2 separate regions of the Rattus norvegicus genome follow, and region 2 is linked to region 1. A link is a contact called in public Hi-C data. All regions are on one chromosome and are shown on one strand. The core of a region is the stretch at or near the end of the contact, and the rest is flanking DNA. Distances in the headings are between cores, read along the strand shown.

Region 1 (6,722 bases), core at 1,666-4,165:
CTCCTCGTTGATGATAGGCCCCACCTATAATATCTCCTGCCTTCCATCTCCTACTATCATATTGAGTAATTATGACATCCATACAGATGACAGAGTCAACACAGCCCTTACCGCTGTTGAACTATTTTAATAACCTACAACTCCACTTCCCTTTGACAACACTGAGACAGTCAGTTACACCTTTTTTTCTTCCTTGGCCTTGAAAGAACTCTTCTTACAAAATCCAGTCTTCCATCACAGTTCTGATTATCTCCTCATTCTACAAGTACTTTTTAAAGTTGTTGTTTATTTTATACACATGAGTGTCTTGCCTATATGTCTGTGCATTGTGTGTATGCACTGCCCAAGGAAGCTAGAACAGGGTGTTGGCTCCCGCAGAACTGGAGTTACACATAGTTGTATACAGTCACTGGGACCTGCATCTGTGTCCTCTAGAAGAACGGCTAGTGCTCTTAAAAGCTAAGCCACCTCTCTTCAACCCCAGACTTTACTTCTTATAACTTCTAATTCACACTGTGCATCATCACAGATCCACACTATTATTAGCAGTCTGTAAAGTGGCTCCCCTTTCATAGTTCTGTTTTCAAATTCCAGTTTTGGATCAACCCAATCTTTTGGGATGTTTTGTTTTTTGTCTTCCTGTTCTTAGGATGTTGAAGAAAATGTAGAATCTGGTGGTGGCACACCCTTTCAATTCCAGCAGAGGCAAGTGGATCTGAATATAAAAAGGAAGGAAGGTAGGCAGGTAGGTCCTTTATCCTTGGTGCTGGAGATGCTCAGTGGTTTAAAGCGCTTGCTTTTCTAGAGAACCTGGGTTCAAGTCCTAGCACCCACGTGGCAGTCACGACAATCTTCACCTCAGTCCCAGGAGTCTACTGCCCTTTTGTGACCTCTGGGCACCATCACACATGTGGTGCACAAATATACACACAGGCAAACACTTATACACCATACAGCATGACCTACATAGTGAGTTCCAAGTCAGTCAGGGCTACACCTTGAGATTCTGTCTGAAAACAAACCAACAGAAAAATCACACTCATCACATAGAATAAAAGTAAATCTAAAAAAAAAAAAAAAAAAAAAAAAAATCCCTGCTATTTCCCACTGATGATCCCTCCCATAATGGTCACGTCAGAAACTCAGCACAGTTCCTTCAACCTCCAGAGAAATCTGATTCATCTACAGATAGCTGATCACAATAAAAATAAGGCCAGTCTAGTGTGATAACATACATAATTCCAGGCTGGCCTGTACTACACAATCCTACCTGAAACAAACAAGCAGAAAGAGAAAGGAGAAAGGCATGTTACTCACTGCTGCCTTCCACTCACTCCTAAAACCATGCGCTGACCACAGTTTCACAACCACCAGATGATCAAAACTGCCTTGGAAAGAAAATAAGTCACCTCCTAATGGCCAAACACACTGGCTTTGCACTCCTCTTCTACTTGTCCTCTGAGGCGCCTGGGTACCCCCTCCCTTCTGGAGACTGCCTTCCTTTGGCTTCAGTAATACTGCCATTCTGCTCTAGCTAGCTCTTCAGTGTCTGTTGTCCTCAGCAATGCTGCCTCTGTCTACAGCCCGATTCTCAGCTTTCTGGAGTACTACCAAGAGGTACTAAGGTTTCAAGTATTCCTATATAATTCCAATTTATGTCTTTAGAGCTTAACTTTCTCAAGTTTTATGACCAATTTTCCACCTCTATTTGAAAAATTCAGATTGAACTTGTCCACAACCAAACTTATCACTCTTCAAAATTGCGTCTTCACATTGTTTCCATTAACATCACCAAACCCGTATCATAAACCAATGAGAAATCCTTACTTAGAAAAGCAGAAAACAACAAACCCTCCAAATTCTATTTTGAAAGTTCTTGGAATTTCATGCCATTCTCTTCATTTTCCTACAACTATTCCAGTCCATTCATCCTCTCTAGCCCACAGAAGCACAATAGTTTCCTGCCTACCTGGGCCTTCTGCTCTCCGGTTCTACTTTCAATCTTTCTTTCCCATTTTCCAGAGATAATCCTTATCAAGCTCCTGCTTACAACCTTCAATGGCTCCGTGTGCCTACAAATAATGTCCAAATTCTTTAACAAGTTTTTCTCAGAGGTATAAATTGAAGTTTTTCAATTCGAGTAATCTGGATTTTATTTCCAGCTAAATCCGAATCGTAGTTTAGATAAGTCTTCAAAAGGAAGGGCAAAAAACTAAATAAATAAAAAGGAGAAGTCTCTTAGGATAGGAGTCAGGGTGGTTAGGAGAGATGAGCACGTTTCGGAGGGAATCCAGATCTCGGGGAGACGTGGGTACTGAGACCAGTGAGGCACACTCAGAAGGGGAGCGGAACATGAAGGATTCCACAACTTCACAAGTGAGGAAGGTCAGACGCAACCTCAACTCGAGTATAACTTCCAGTAAGTTCTCGGCCTCTGAGACGAGGTGGGGACTGTCCCGGGACCATGAGGGAAGTGAGAAGGGAAAGGAAAGAAGGAGAGGGGCGAGAGACAGTCCCCTGACTCTTTGAGAATCTCAAGTAAGGCACCGGATTGTCCAGTGCTCAGCGACCCGTGAGCCAAGGCTGAGCGCGCGGCAGGGATGCCGAGCTGCGGTCCTCTGGCACTCTCTCCCAATGTTACCTGAGGCACAACTGAGCGGCGGAGGGGGCGTCTGCGCCGGCCGGAGGGCAAGGGAGGCAGCGGCCCAGAGCGAGCATAGCAGCTCCCGGTCGTGGCTGTCTAGCCTGCGGAGGAGACCGGGGTCCCTCGCGCAGAAGTCGGCGATTGCTTAGGGCCAGGAGCGGCGCAGGAGCAGGAGGCTACTGCCATGGCCTTGCCGTCTGGGCTGCTTTCCCCCGCCTGCTCGGCGGGGCCCGGAGGCGGATCACCGCAGGGACTGAGAAGGCAGCTGGAAACTCTCGGCTCCCTGCCGGTGAGTGTCTGAAACGCCTGGGGGCAGGGGACTGGGGGCGGGGCCCTGTGAGCTCCGCCCCCTCCCCAGGCCTCCGTCAGAGTAGCCAATCAATCGTCAATCTTTGACAAACGAGCTAGTAGAGTTACCCAATTAACGTTAGGAATACCACGTGGTACGAGGGTGGGCACAATGGGCGTCCAGAAAAGCCAATCAGCAACGCTCCGCGCCAACTCTTATAAGATGAAGGGAACCAATAGGAAGGGAGTGGAGGTAAAAACAGAAGGCACAGTGTGTTGAAAAAGCGGAACCTAGAGCAGAGAATTCACCTTGTCGGGGAAAACCTAGTCTCCGAGGGCAGGACACGGAGAGACCAATCAAAACCCCCAAACAGAAGCGATTGGTAATTAATTAAGCTAATTAAACAAGCACTAGACTGGCGCCGCTTTTGAATAAGATGTTCTGCAGGGGGCTGGAGAGATGGCTCAGTGGTTAAGAGTATTGACTGTTCTTCTAGAGGTCCGGAGTTCAAATCCCAGCAACCACATGGTGGCTCACAATCTGCTGTAACACGATCCTATGCCCTGTTCTGACAGCTACAGTGTACTTACATATAATAAATAAACCTTTAAAAAAAAAAAAAAGGTGTTCGGCAGGATTGAATGCAGTGTCCTGCAGGATCGCAGTATACTGACAAGCAAAAATTAGCACATAATTCCTAGCGACTCGAGATAGAGCAATAAGGATAATATATATGAAACGCCAAAGGAAGAGATTGAATTCAGAGAAGGTTTAGAGTATTGGTATAACCAGCTAGGTTGACAAGGAGAATTATGAAAGATCTTCGAAGGGAATAAGTACTATCCAACTGTTCATCAGGTATAGATTTCCTCACGCTTTCCGTACCCATGGATCTTAAGGGTTCATAATCTTATAGCTGAGGGCTGGGGATTTAGCTCAGTGGTAGAACGCTTACCTAGGAAGCGCAAGGCCCTGGGTTCGGTCCCCAGCTCCGAAAAAACAAAACAAAACAAAACAAAACAAAACAAAACAAAACAAAACAATCTTATAGCTGAGCAGACTGCAATACAAGAATAAGAGCAGATAGATACAGCCTTATTATTCCAAAAGGTTTAGGGATCTCCCTTCAGAAGTCTTTAGTATGTGGGACATAAATAATTAAAATAAGATTAGGGGCAGAAAGCAATGATAGAGTATGTACCATGTGGTCCAGGGTTCAATCCCCAGCACTGACAATAATAACGGAATGAAGGTGGTCCTGCTGGCAACTGAATTTAAGAAAATGTATAGTAGGAAATAAAATTAGAAGAGGTTGAACATGAGTGGAGTTTAATAAAATTATCTTTTTGTTTTAAATGCTGTGTGATTTGTCCTTGAACAGAAGCATAACTTAAATAGGGAATTGGTTAAGGAAAAGTAATTAATAGCACAGAATCTCTGAAGGCACTTAACTCCAGCCCACTTCTCTTGGCCTGTTCAGAATCATTCAGACATAAATTATGTGCTGCCACCTGGTGGCAGTTCAGGTGCTATGTGTCCACCTTGTCCTCCAACACTTCTATTGAAAGACTTAGCACCCTTGCAAGTGTGTGTCTCCCACAGAGCTTGATTCAAACAGTTGATAAATACAACTGGCAGCAATCAGGGCTAAACAATGCCACCGTGACACATGAACCATCTGCCCAGTTTTCACAAAGAGAGGCTTGGTGGAAAAGCTTGTGTTAAAAGTGGGTCTAGGGGGCTGGAGAGATGTAAGAACACCTGACTGCTCTTCTAGAGGTCCTGAGTTCAATTCCCAGCAACCACATGGTGGCTCAGAACCATCTGTAATGGGATCTGATGCCCTCTTCTGGTGTTACTGAAGACAGCTACAGTGTACTTATATATATTAAATCTTTAAAAAAAAAAAAAAAAGTGGGTCTAAACAACAGTTTTTTTAAAATTTAGAGCTGGAGATGCAGTCCATTTGGCAGTGTTAGTATGCATGAAGCCCAGACTCCTATCAATCCACCATTCTGAAAGTGGAGACAGGATATCAGGAGTTCAAGATCATCTTCAACTACATATGGAGTCTAGGGCAGTCTGAGATACTTGATACCTGGCCTCAAAATAAAAATATAAAAAGGGGGAAAATAATACAGTGGGTATAAGTAGTTGCCATGCAAACATGAGGAAGAGTCTGGGGGGTGGGAGGCTGAGACCAACACCAGAGTTGTCTCCTACTCCCAACACCATAGCATGAATGCACACTCTCAGTCATGTACACAAGCAAGCCAGGTTTGGTAGTGCATACCTATAATTCCAACACCTGGGGGTGTCGAGAGGAGGGACAAGGCCATCTTTGGCTATAAAAAGAGTTTGAAACCAGCCTGGACAACACAGGATTGTCATATACACACCAAAATAAAACTGGGTCTGTATCACTTGGAATCCTGGCAATCAGGAGACTCAGGCAGGATTGAAACCAGTTTGAAGCCAATCTGAACTACACAGAGTTCTGAGCCAGTCTAGGTAAATATATAATACATAATAAATAAATATGAGGCTGGAAAGATGACTCAGCAGTTAAGAGCACTGACTGCTTTCCCAGTGGATCCTGGTTTGATTTCCAGCATATATATGCTAATTCTAGCTAACTCCAGTTCCAGAGGATCCAATGCTCTCATCTGGCCTCTGTAGGCACCAGGCAAGTACAGTGGTACCGACATACATGCAAGCAATAACAATAAATAAAACAAAAGCAAGAAACCTCTCCTTCCCTTCCCTCTCTCTCTCTCTCTCTGGCAAGGTATAATATACAGTCCTGACTGGTCTTGAACTCAGAGATCCACCTGCCTCTTCTTCCCTTCCCAAGAGCTGGGATTAAAGATGTGCACTCTCATACCCACTGAGAGACCCTACCTCTGGCCACCACATATTCATGGTGAGCATGATCAGGTGTAACTGCACACACACACACACACACACACACACGCAAATGAAAGAATGTGGGAGACATCCCTATAACTATTCAATGTCCAAGGCCCTCTCCCTATAACGTTGGCTATTAGTTGGGCCAGAGATTTAAATATACTGTTACTAAAAGTAGTTCCTGTTTTACTCCCTCATCCTTTTATTATTTTTATTTCAAATAACTGTCTTCTCTTGCCAGCCTGAATTAAGACTTGGAACCTTCCCATAAGCTGACTACACATCTTAGTTCTAGGCAAATGCATACAAAGACCTAATTGGTGGATGGATGGCACTATCTTTTGTCTACACTTACCACTGGAAGAGGCCTCATGAGGTCTCTGAAATGCGGCTGACTCTTAGGAAATCGTGAACCCTCTAGAACATAAAGACCAGGAAAGAAGAAAGTAAAGGTGCCCTCCGATGCCTAAGAAGATACACCTTTCAAACTGTTTAGTTCTCTTTCAACTTAACACAAGATATGGTTATCTAAGAAGTGAGAATCTTTATTCTAAGATTTGTTATATACATAATGTTTTGCCCACATGAATGCCTGCATGCCAGAAGAGGGCACAAGATGGTTATGAGCCACCATGTGGATATAGGGAATTGAACTTGGGACCTCTAAAAAAGCAGCCAATGGGGGTTGGGGATTTAGCTCAGTGGTAGAGCGCTTGCCTAGGAAGCGCAAGGCCCTGGGTTCGATCCCCAGCTCCAAAAAAAAGAACCAAAAAAAAAAAAAAAAAAGCAGCCAGTGCTTCTAAGTTCTAGAGTCATCTCTCCAGCCTGAAAAGTGAGCAAATCAACTGAGAAAACACCTCCATCCGATTGGTCAGTAGA
Region 2 (6,775 bases), core at 1,070-3,569, 280 kb before region 1:
TTTAAGGTTGGCTTACACCTAGCACCGTATACTATCTCTGATGCCGTAGCTTTACCCTAACTCCAAGTCTATCCATTCCCTTCTCTCCACGCTATCAGGCTGTCCTCACCCACATCCCGGGGACTCCTTATAGCCCTGAGCCCTACCTCGACACTCAACGATTCGGATCTCAATGACTGGAAGGTGGACGGTCATGTCCTCTAATACACAGACATCCCCGATCAGGGTCCTAGGAGACAGGCATAAAGCAGTTCAGATATTTGCTGCCTCAGGCTTCAGGAACTTCTAGGGCTCCATTCAAGCTGAGCATGGCCCCACTGTTAACATCGTGTCCCACCTCCCACTCCAGGGAGTCCTGCTCACTCGTCAATGTTCACGTCACTCAGCTTCTTCAGGTTGTCCCCTTCACCCCCATAGACCACAACCCGCTTCGGCATGAAGTTGTCATCTGTGGTATCCACTGTGAGTAGCAGCTTCCTGAGGACTCAGAGTATGTATCTGAGTGAGTCTCTAGGCACCCATAGCACATGGCTCACCCACCCTGTCACGCCCAGAGCCTACTCACTTGACAATTGTGCCTTTCTTCATGGTAAGCCGTACCCAGTGTTGGCACTGGGACCCATCGCTCTCCCAGTAGGTATCTGCATTACTATCTGTCAGGCAGGATACATTGAACTCCTCCTAAGGTAGGGGCGGAGAGGTGGAATCACACTGGGCATGCGTTTTGGGCTAGGGAACAGAAACAGTAGAGTTGGAGTGGGTGTAGGGTAGAAAAGCTGTCTGGGGTTCCTTAAAGGGGTTCCAAGGGTAGTGGGACTAAGTATGGCCTATGGGGATGATGGTGTGGTCCTAGTTTGGTGATAGGAGTTCTGGACCTAGCACTGAGGGATGTGACTGTATCTAGGCACAGGAGGAGTCCCAGCACCCACCGTATAGGAAGAAACATCTATGCTCTCCACATACTGCTTCACGCTACCCAGGTTCTCATCTTCTTTGCCCAGGTGGTCATATAAGAAGTGGATCAGGTCTTCGTCGCACTCATATGTCCACGTTGGTGGTACATAGCTAAACAACCCAAACCCCTAATTAAGTTGGGTTCAGTCCCTGATCCCTCCTCTCCCACCCCATTCCAGATAACTCACAGTAGTCTTTGTACAGCTTCTGTGTATGCCTCTGCTGGCTGAGGCCTGGAGCCCAGGCGATGTGAGTACGTCAGGTCCACCACCTGTTCCCATCTGTGGGGCACAGAGTGGAGTAAATGAGGAGGGAGGCACAGGCAACAGAAACCACCTTAGGATCTGGAGCCTTCTCGAGTTCTAGCTCCAAGCCTCTAGAAGCCTCATCCTCCTTCAGGTCTCATCTCTGCCAGTTCTTACTCCCACCCAAAACTCTCTCACAACCTAAGGTTTAGATTTTGGTTGTGTTTCCAACCCCGCCTCCCCTCACACCCCCCCCGCATCCGCCAGACGCCAAATCGCGTTCCTTCAGTTGCAGGACCTGAGCACCGGCCGGTAGTCCACGCCAAATAGCTGCTGCTGCCGTTGCAGGTGGTCTGGAGTGTCGATAGGTACAAGGCGGGCTCCGCCCTCCGCTGGGCGACACACTAGAAGCCAGCCTTCGTCCAAACTACAGTCACTCAGGTGTTCAGCCAGCTGCTCCTGCAGGGACGCGCCAGATGGAGATAGCCGTCAGGGGACAGAAATCAGCTCAATTGCTCGCCCAGCCCAACCCAGGGCAAAGAGCACGGAAAGCAATGCCAGCTCACTATGGGATAAGGGGGCGGAACAACCAGAGCTTTGGCTAGATCCAGGGGGTCTTTTGTGGGGTCCCGGCCAGCCCGGGCGCACCTTGGTTAACTTCACCCAGAGCCCGTGGCCGTTGCACAGCTCCTCGCCGGTGGTGCGTACGCAGGCGCCTCGCCGAAGCTCGATACTGTCACGGGCGGCGCGCAGCGGTCCCGAGCCTGTGCCCGGGGCAGGGCCCGCAGCACCCACACGAAGTCCCAGGCCCTCTGCCTCCCACACAGGCAGCAGCACGCGCGAGGGTCCCGCTGGGTCCTTGTAAAGCTTGTAGAGCACCTCTCGCGGCACGAAAGCCAGCGCCGCAGGCAGTGGCAGCCCGGCCCGGAGGCTCCGCGCCGCCTCGGCCAGGAAGCGCACGCGACCCAGGAGCTGTCGCGGGGACTCAAGCGCTGCGCCGGGGCCCGGGCCGGCCATAGTGAAGCCCGTGAAGTGAGACTCGTCCAGGGAAACCCTGCCCCGCCGCAGCCCGGGGACTGCAAGCAGAGCTTCCCACCACACCCTGCCCCACCTCACACCCTACTTTACCGTATGTTTTGGATTAAATGCACAACCTATTGCTACCAAATTTGTCAGGTGTACTCTGATAGTCCCTATTTTGTGACTCGCTCCCCTCACCACCCCTTCCGCCCTGACCCTGGCTTATCAAATCAGACTCAAAACTAGATTCTTAAGGTAAGGTCTCATTATGTAGCCCAGGCTGATCTCGAGCTCGCGATCCTCTAACTAGAGCTAGTGCTACTACCCTTGTTCAAGCCTTTATTCCATCTACTCTGATGCTTTGGCCTCATGTTTTTCTCTCCCTGTCCCTAACAAACATTACATTTGAAGGAATCTTTTTGTTGTGTTGTACTGTTTTGTTGAGACAGGGTTTCTCTGTGTAGCTTTGATTGTACTGGAACTCACTTTGTAGACCAGATTGACCTCAAACTTAAAAGATCCTCGCACCTCTACCATCCGACTGCTGGGATTAAAAGCGTGAGCTACCACACCAGACTTGAGAAATCTCATAAAAATTGCTCAACTATCTGTCTTAGGGGGCGCATGACTGACTAAATGTTCAGTCACTGACAGAAATGTATAAATCACTCTGGATGGACGCTATTTGTTGCTTCTAATTCCAGAAGACTAATAATCATTGCCCACTTAAATGTGATTGTCAAGTTTTGGTTTAAACGATTGGTAGAGCAGTCCCTGTCTTGAGCAGCACTCTATCATTCCTACAAATTGGTTAGTAATGTACATGTGGACTCTAAAATCTTCGGCTCCTTTACAACCTTCTGCACCGTTCATTTGCCAAACAACATTGTTAGACTTATGAACGGGAGTGAGAGCGAGGCCTGTGCTAAGTCTTCAGTATTTCTAGACCACAGATGAGAAAAGTTTAAATTTTCCTTTGGGTCATTTGTTACTGCGTCGCCACAGTGGACTTTACGGTGAAAAATTGATGGGGTCCTACGGGCAGCGGGGAAGGCAGCCCCACAGCTGTCACTGGTCTGGTCACGTGGTTCTCAATATGGCGCCGCCCGTGGTTCTCTTCAGGAAGGGGCGGGGCCTGGACTGTAGGGGCGGAGACTCAGATTAAAGCGGTGACCGCTCAGTTACTGTTTACCATGGAGGCGAACGGCTTGGGGTGAGTTTTCTGTTGCACGCGCTGTAGCTACGTTGCTTTCCGATCCGAGTCTTCCAATTCAGGGATATGTCCTTAAACTCTTATTTTTCTGGAGATCTCCAAGCACCAACCCAAGTCGCGGAGATTCCATATCTTCCAATCATGGAACGGAACCTTTTCGTTCCCTGCCCCCCCCCCCCCCCTCTTCCCGCAATCTCCATTCCACGGACTACTTTGCGGGACTGCATTCCAAGACTTCCTTTCTAGGTGACTCAGAACTAACTAGCACCTGGGACCATCAGCTTTGATCCTTTCTCTCTTGGTTTGGGGACCTCAGCTTCAGAAGCTTGCCTGAAATTAACTCCCTTTCCCCAAACTTCCTTACTGGATTTTCTTTCCACTTCCCTAGTACCTCCAGTTTCTTTGAGTTTGGGAAAGTGGACAAATGTGTAGGAAAGAGGCCCTAGTGGGGCCCTTCTCCTGGAAACTTGTGTGCAACTTGATAGAGGGGAGGAGCTGTGGGTGGGGAGCCATGGTTTGCAAGCAGGCCTGGAGGAGGCAGATAGCGGCCTGACTGAACCCACGCCTTCCCCAAACCACGGTCTAGCATAATGACATTTACTCCTACCTGTACATTCCATCTCATCCGCAGACTCCAGAATTTCCCGGAGCTGAAGAATGACACGTTCTTGAGAGCAGCCTGGGGAGAGGAAACAGACTATACTCCTGTTTGGTGCATGAGACAAGCAGGCCGCTACTTACCAGGTCAGGGGTAAAGGTGTGGTCTAGATAAAACCTGAAAATCTAGTTGGTGAAATTCTTCAGGGGAAGATGGTAACTTTGGAAGACCTCATGGTTGAGTCCTGTTCTCCATCTCCTCTTGTAGAGTTTAGGGAAACCAGGGCTGCCCAGGACTTCTTCAGCACCTGTCGATCTCCTGAGGCTTGCTGTGAACTGACTCTGCAGGTGAGGGCCTCACAAATGAGGGTGGGGTTTATGCCCTCAGTGGGTGGCCTTACTAACCTATTTGCTATTCCCTGCAGCCACTGCGAAGGTTTCCTCTGGATGCTGCTATAATTTTCTCTGACATCCTTGTTGTACCCCAGGTACTCAATCCTAATCCTGGAATGTGGGCTTTAAAAAAGGGGGAGAGAGGAATGCACTTATTGCAAATCCTCTGTCCTATCAGGTTTCAAGATAATTTCAGAAGTGGGAAGAGGAAAACACTAGGAATGGAGTTTACAGGGGGTTCAGCCTTTTCTTTGTTGCATGTGTTGAACAGAACCCTTCCCTCTGAGTTCCAGGTTGTGTACCCAGATATTTTATCCCCCTTAAGGCACTGGGCATGGAGGTGACCATGGTACCTGGCAAAGGACCCAGCTTTCCAGAGCCATTAAGAGAAGAGCGGGACTTAGAGCGTCTACGGGATCCAGCAGCAGTGGCTTCAGAGTTAGGCTATGTGTTCCAAGCCATCACCCTTACCCGACAACAGCTGGCTGGACGTGTGCCACTGATTGGCTTTGCTGGTGCTCCGGTAATGTGGCACAGGGGTGTGGACGGGAGCATGAAGAGATCAGGCTAGGTCTGGAATAGACAAAGAATTCTATGTCCTGCCATCTGCATCTTTCTGCAGTGGACCCTGATGACGTACATGGTTGAAGGCGGCAGTTCAAGTACCATGGCTCAGGCCAAGCGATGGCTCTATCAGAAGCCACTGGCCAGTCACAAGCTGCTTGGCATACTCACTGATGCTCTGGTCCCATATCTAATAGGACAAGTAGCTGCTGGTGCTCAGGTGAGTCTTAGGGACAAATAGGTTGCAGCTTGGTCTATGAGGATCCAAGGCAATGGTTTCCTAAACTGGAGAAATGAGGGGTGTTACTTTTCCTCCAGTGATCTGGTTAGAGTATCTAAGTGGTTCTCAATCTTCCTGATACTGTCACCCTTTAATACAGTTCCTCACGGTGTGGTGACCCCAACTGTAAAATTACTTTGTTGCTACTTCATAGCTGTAACTTTGCTCTGTTGTGAATCGTAAACATCTGATTTGTAGGATATCTGATCTTTGTGAAAGGGTCAATCCACCCCAAAGGGGTTGTGACCCACAGGTTGAGAACCATTTAGATCCTTAGCCCTTCCTGAAGCTGTCAGCCAGACTTTAAGGTCTGAGTATTTGCAATGTAAAGTTGCTGTTAGGATCTGGAGAAGGTAAAACTTTTTTTTTTTTTTTTTGGATCCACCTGCTTCTGTCTCTTAACCAAGTGCTGGGGTTAAAGTCGTGTGTGCCACTACCTGTCTGTCTCTCTTCCCTTTCTTCCTTCCTTCTTTTCTTTTTTTTTGTTTGTTTGTTTCTCTTGTGTATCTTTGGCTGGTGTGCACAACCACTGCTGGCTTCTATTTTTTTCTTTAAGGCAAAACTTGTTGACTGGAATTGAGCTCCTAGCCTCGGGGAATGTGTCAGGGTTTAAAGTCACCTGAGGAGAATTACGCCATCACGTGTATGTGGAGCCTGAGGTGCTTCCTCTTTGTGTGTTTTTCTTATCACCTATTTACAGGCATTGCAGCTCTTTGAGTCCCACGCAGGACATCTTGGCTCCGAGCTCTTCAGCAAGTTTGCACTGCCTTACATCCGTGATGTGGCCAAGCGAGTGAAGGCTGGGTTGCAGAAGGCGGGCCTGGCACCAGTGCCCATGGTGAGGACTGGGACAGGCTGAGTGAAGGGTGCAGCTCTCAGCCTGCAGAGACTGAAATCACCACTTGAGGGCAGCAGAAGCACACCCAAGAGAGCCTTAGTGTCAGATCTGCTTTCTCTTCAGATCATCTTTGCCAAGGATGGACATTTTGCCCTGGAAGAGCTGGCCCAGGCTGGCTATGAGGTAGTTGGACTTGACTGGACAGTGGCTCCAAAGAAAGCCCGGTGAGTGAGGGAGAAGTGGGCAGGAGAGGCTGAGGTGGAGGGGGTAAAATCCCCAAACAGTACAGTGGTGAGAATGTGGCGGTGCCTCTGCTTCTAGGGAACGTGTTGGAAAGACAGTGACTCTGCAGGGGAACCTGGATCCCTGTGCCCTGTATGCATCTGAGGTAATAACTGGGTGCAACATGTGTGTACAAGGTTTTCTCTGCGCAATGTGCAATGGCTGGGTGATCATGTATGTATGGTTTTATTACACCTGTCTCCCCTCTCTATTCTATACACACAATGTAAACTCTAAGAAAACAGGACATTTTTAAAATTTAAATTTTATTTTTGTGGCTGTCCATTTGAACCCTCATGGACACTCCTTGAAACTAAGGACCCAACCCAGAGCCTTGTGCTTGCTGGGAAAGCTTTTTACTACTGAGTTAAGTCCCTGACCCTGCCTCC

What was found. A called contact is a pair of places that touch in the nucleus more often than the background predicts.
Region 2: a Hi-C map of the A7r5 cell line shows a contact between it and region 1, with 6 times the contacts expected there. The contact joins the promoter of Hectd3 here to the promoter of Tesk2 in region 1. A contact is called at or near these places in 10 of 12 Hi-C or Micro-C datasets (the A7r5 cell line, the Rat2 cell line, Schwann cells and 6 more) and 1 of 1 datasets of contacts at active chromatin or transcription factors (oligodendrocytes).

The regions. Positions count from the first base shown.
Region 1 is chr5:135,417,877-135,424,598 of GRCr8, reverse strand. Tesk2 (testis associated actin remodelling kinase 2) reads right to left here and starts at 2,915. Exons shown (of 11, transcript NM_133396.2): 1 at 2,642-2,915.
Region 2 is chr5:135,701,981-135,708,755 of GRCr8, reverse strand. It overlaps Hectd3 (HECT domain E3 ubiquitin protein ligase 3), which reads right to left and starts at 2,319. Exons shown (of 21, transcript NM_001399212.1): 1 at 1,848-2,319; 2 at 1,498-1,658; 3 at 1,143-1,235; 4 at 930-1,065; 5 at 566-681; 6 at 364-477; 7 at 147-229. The coding sequence starts at 2,216. It overlaps Urod (uroporphyrinogen decarboxylase), which reads left to right and starts at 3,376. Exons shown (of 10, transcript NM_019209.1): 1 at 3,376-3,432; 2 at 4,064-4,176; 3 at 4,298-4,377; 4 at 4,455-4,517; 5 at 4,748-4,945; 6 at 5,045-5,206; 7 at 5,967-6,104; 8 at 6,228-6,328; 9 at 6,426-6,492. The coding sequence starts at 3,413.